Regions from separate parts of the Gossypium hirsutum genome. Here region 2 is linked to region 1. Evidence: chromatin contacts called from public Hi-C data. All regions are on one chromosome and are shown on one strand. Each heading gives the region's core, a stretch centred on a gene start, on an enhancer-like site or on the middle of the called end of the contact. The rest is flanking DNA. Distances are from core to core; before and after follow the strand shown. Region 1 holds the start of LOC107915120 (Werner Syndrome-like exonuclease). Region 2 holds the start of LOC107915103.

Region 1 (2,700 bases), core at 120-2,619:
CATGTTGGTACAAGCGGTGTCAGGGGAGCCGACTTTCGGGCATTGGACGTGCCGACGAAGCACGTGGGAGAGGGCAATGGCTAGGGCGGCTCCTAGGGTTTGATTGAAAATGTTTTAGGATAGTGGGCTGATGTGTATTGGGTAATTGGGTTTATGGCTTAAGTTAGGTATTGGGTTTTGATATGGGTTGTAGTTTGGGTTTTAATTTTTGTAATTTGGATTTTAAAATTTGGACATTATTGGTTTATTTATTATAAGCCCAGGTCAAAATTGACCTATTACACGATGCTTGTACAATAAATCAAAGATCGAGAATAAAAATTATAATTCATTCTGAGATTGAATCTTTCAACATCTTGAAGATGAAGTTGTAAATGTGAAAGTTTAAGGTGAAAAATAATTTGATCTGTGGGATGACTTCGAAAGATTTTGAAAAAAATTATAGAGAATCGTTATGTTGATAACATATTATAAAATAAAGAGAGATAGAGAGAATAAAGAACAAATAAAATATGAAAGCAATAGAGATTTTACTTTATTAATCAAATGGATGATTATAATACTTCATTAGAGTCTCTATTTATAGGCATAAGAAGTATAAAAGAAGTAGAGATCTAATTTTAATAGCTATTAGAATTTAAAGTACATAAAACTTTATCTTAATCATGATGATGGACATCCACTTAATGAGATATTCATAACAATATTTAAATTTTAATATAAATTAGGATTAAAATTTGGTAGAAGATCGGTTAAGCAGAATTAGGGGTCTGTAAAAATATTTTTTATATTAAAATATAAAAAAAAACTCTAGTTCTTAGGTTATTTTCCATTTTATAACTCTAAATTAGAAATACTAAATGTTTAGTTATTAAAATATTTTAAATTTTAATGCTGGGAACAACATATGGCATAAGATATACTGTTAAGTAGAATTAAGAGTGTGTAAAAGTTTTTCTAAATTAAATATTTTTATATTCAGAAGATAAAATTAATATCTATTTTATGCTTTTAAACTTCTTTTCATGTTATAACTCAATTTTATGTAATTAAAATTATCACTATTATTTTTATTTAACAAAATATAATATATTAAATAAATTTTATAATTTAGATTTAGTATTTATCTTTTCAAAATTATATTCTTTTTCACTTGATTTTTTCAATTTATTAAACAAATTTTGGAGAAAATATAAAATTTTATTTCTTATTAGAGAAATTTTGGAGAAAGTTTTCAAAAACTAGTCAAAATTCAAGGTTGACCCGAGGCTAACGATGTTGATGGGGATTGACAAAAAGTTTCAGGGGTCGGGCAGGCCTGAATTAAATTAAAATATTAGAAAGTATTTTGTGCGAATTGGACTGGGATGGGCTCAAATCCTTGCAAAAACTTTTTGAAAATCGGCCCATTACTCTACCAGACGCCATGATCAAAATTTGAACGTTTTTAGCCATTAAAAGCCCAAACTGGTTCAACCAAATCCAGAATTCTAAGCTCTCTTCCCCTCCAATTCCGCCCCTCACTTCCATTTCAGATGTAGAAATGGAATTCAAAGACTACAATAGTTTCAGTTTGGATTGGGACGACCATTTCACTGAAGACGTGATCCGATTAATGGATGCCATTGAAGCCACTCCTCCTACTCCTCCTCCATCTTCTCGCAAGAAACGCAATTCCGCCGTCCATCATCAAGATAACCTCAAAACCAGCCGCCAATTGCCCCATTCTATTCTCTCACCCCCGCCTTCTTTTCCGTCTTCCTTCGCTCGTTGTCAATGTATTTGCTATCCCTTACTTTACCCATTTTGTAATTAAAATAAATGCACTAATAGTAAACCCTTTGATTTTTCTGATTGGCAGCTAATACAAGGCTTAGATATCCGCCGTTGAGATTTGGAGGTCATATTTTGTATAGCTTTACGGAAGATGAGGTAGAAAATGCTGCAATGGAGCTATTAAAAATTGTTGAAATTAAGAAGAAAGAAATGGGTCAAGTTGCTTTAGGGTTTGATATTGAGTGGAAGCCCTCTTTCCAAAAAGGTTTGCTTCCTTTACCCTCCTTGTCTTGTTACATTCATTTCATATAATCCTTTCTCTTTATTTCCTAAGAAAGAAAAAAAGTGTGAAAACAAATAAATGTGAAAATCTCTTAAGTTAATATGAAACCTCTCTAAGGTATATTTGATCATTATTTTAAAGAATTGAGACTTAAAGTTGGAATTTTTTTCACATTGCATGATTTCTAGATAGAATACTTATGCTAGAATTGGCATTGTGTTTTTTTTGTAGGTTTTAATTTAATTTAATTATTTTTTTTATGTTTAGTGGTTCTGATATGCCATATTTTAAAACAAAATATATATCTCGTGTTTGGTGTTGTCCTCTTCCTTTCTTCCATAAAGCAGCATTGCTATAATTTCTTTTAAAGCAGAAAGTAAGCACTCTTTACCTATATTACTCGGCCTTAGGTGTGAGTGCCGGATATGGGGAAGTTCCCAACACAGAAATATTCAATTTTTTCCTATGTTTTTAATGTATTTGGAGATCCTCGAATGGTCATATCCCTATACTCCTGTCCAACTATGCGTTGAATACAGGTACTTTAGTAAAATGAAGAGTCAAAGCAATATAGCTCTTTAATCCATGTTTCATAAGTTGCTGTTGCCATTACCAATCATTTCCTTTTAATTGAAATACTC
Region 2 (2,700 bases), core at 105-2,604, 880 kb after region 1:
TTTTGCTTACAAATTGCTTGAATTAAACGTTAAAGGCCCTCTCGTCTCGAGATAACAAAATGTCACATCTCGTAAGTTAGGACACGGCATTTTGAACCTTTGAGAATAAGTTTGCCTCTATTTTTTATTTGAAATCTTATGTACTTTAATTTTTGAAAGGATATTCGGTTATTCGAGTTCAATGAGAAAATCGAAACCTCGTAAGTTAGGGTACGATTTTCTCAAATCTTTCAAATATGAAACATTGCCTATTTTTTGAAAATTTTCTTTTTTTATGAATTTGGGTGAAAATTAATGTAATATTTAAAATGATATACAATATACGATAAAATATTATAATGACAATGATATAATTACAAAGATGAATACAATATTAGTAAATAACTCTCGATAGATAAGCAAAGCAATAAAACGGAAATGCATGATATAAAAATAAACAAACATAACATAAAAATGTTTAAAAAATGAATGGAACAATGAAACCATATATATAAAAAGAGGAAACAAATGATGAACGAAAGGATAAATAAGTAAATATTAGTAGTAAGAAAATACACGAATCAACAAGTATTTATAAAGAAAATATTAACCTTACAAACTTTAATATGTATACAAAGCGTATAGAATAATAAATAAATAAGTAAGTAAAATAGATATACATAATGTTAAGTTTAGATTTTTTTAAAATGTGAAAAATAATAAAATAGAAAAGACAAGATAAAAATATAAAAATAATAATAATAAAATGTGTAAATAAAGGAATAAATAATCATATAAATTCTAAATACAAGAAGAGTAAAGAACTAAATAAATAAATGAATGTAAAAATAAATATATAAAATAAAACAGAACAATATGCATATAAAAAATAAAAACTTGAAATTAAGTGAATAAAAGATTAAATTGAAATTGAAATAAAATTTAGAGTTTAAATTATAATAAAATAGATGAATAAACATAAAAAGGGACTAGATTGAGAACTTAAATGGAATTTAAAGGCATAAATCAGAATAAAATAAAATAGAGGACCATATTGAAAAGCGCGAATAACATGGAGGGACCAAATGGGGACATATTCCCCGCCCTCCGAAACGTACCGTTCCAAGAGGACCAAATCAAAACTAAAATAAAATTCTAGGGTATAAATTAAAAATAAGAAAAAACTGGATTAAAAAATTAAAAAATGCGGAAGGACCCACAAAACAAATAGACCATCTGGTCAAAAACGCGCAGACCTTAACTGGAACGAGTCGAGTCGATCCTTTTCACACCAAAACGACGCCGTTTAGTGCCAATGGGCACTAAGCCAAAACAACACCGTTTTGTATCACTATTTAAATTAAATTTTTCAGATTTTTTTTCATTTTAACATTCTTCTAAAAAAAAAACAAAAGAAATCTCTCAACTCTCTCTTGTTCTCCAGAATCTGGCCAAAGGGGGGTGGATTCCACGATGGCCACTGTCGTCGACGATAGGCTCCGCCCGTCTCTGGTGGCCGGAAAGCACCATAAGACCCCCATTTTGAACGTTTTGGCTACTGGAGCCTGGATCTGGAGATGGTTTTCATCACAACTCTGCCAAAAATGGTAAAATCTGAAAGAAACCCTTCGACTTCTCTCTTGTCACACCGAAAAAAAGCCGTCCATCATCGAGGACGACGTCCTCTCCCTCACTCGCGGCGATGGAAATCGAAACAAGTCGGTAAGTTTTAATTTTTATTATATCTTATGCCCTTCTTTTTTTTAAATGATAAAAATAAAAATAGATAACAGGTAAAATGAAGCAAATCACCTTTTGCAATTTCTTTTTTTGATTTCTTTAATGCTTTTTAGCCGAATACAAAAAGTTTGCTACTGTTTTTACTGTATATTTGCTTCGTTTCTGCTTTCCCCTTTTTTGCTTGTTTGCAGGCATTGACGAAGGCGCAGAAGGAATTTTTTTCCATTTCGGTGCAAGCTTGCAGAAGGACCTCGGGATAAGGCGCCTCGAGACAAGGAGTGGGCAACGTGGCCGAGGAGAAACAACGCGGGGGAAGCCTCTAAGGTTTTGTTTTACTGAAAATGTTTAATCACTTTGGGCCATTGGGCTTGTATTTGGGTTAGGGTTAATTTTGGGCTTCATTTATTTTTTTGGGCTTGTAACAAAAACTTGGATTTTAAAAAATTTTATTTTCTGGCAAGCCAGGCAAATTGGGCCTATTACATAGGTTATCATTTAATACATTAATAATTCATTGATTTTGACATCTTCAGATATTTATATTATGGTTAATTTTAAAATAATGACGACGTACTTTAACTATTATTACTTATGACACGCCCGTAATGTTGGTAAAATTTTTTATGTAACAAAATTATTAAAAAAATTGATATAAAAATAAAATATAATTTTAGTTAAAATGGTAAGATTAAAGTAGTGAAAATTATAATATTTTGGGCTCAAATTTCATAACTTCCATAATGTATATACGTTGTTTTTTTATTTATATAAAAAATAAATAAACACCCATAAAATAATATTTATTACTTTATTAAAAAAATACTAATTTTAAATCTAAATTAAGATCTAATTAATAAGTGTCACCTACTCAATATGGATTATACTCACCAAGTCTAATAATTAGTCATGGATTAAAAATTTTGGCCTATGCGACAAATATCATCGTCCCATCTCAACATGAAAAAGGAAAACATAAATCTT

Evidence for each region. Hi-C and Micro-C count contacts between places; a contact is called where the count stands out from the background.
Region 2: a contact with region 1 is called in a Hi-C map of leaf, with 1.8 times the contacts expected there. The contact joins the promoter of LOC107915103 here to the promoter of LOC107915120 in region 1. A contact is called at or near these places in 2 of 34 Hi-C or Micro-C datasets (both in leaf).

The regions. Positions count from the first base shown.
Region 1 is chrA10:71,826,062-71,828,761 of Gossypium_hirsutum_v2.1, forward strand. LOC107915120 (Werner Syndrome-like exonuclease) reads left to right here and starts at 1,370. Exons shown (of 6, transcript XM_016844260.2): 1 at 1,370-1,778; 2 at 1,862-2,041. The coding sequence starts at 1,544.
Region 2 is chrA10:72,704,004-72,706,703 of Gossypium_hirsutum_v2.1, forward strand. It overlaps LOC107915103, which reads left to right and starts at 1,355. Exons shown (of 2, transcript XM_016844239.2): 1 at 1,355-1,701; 2 at 1,911-2,237. The coding sequence starts at 1,557. The coding sequence ends at 2,068.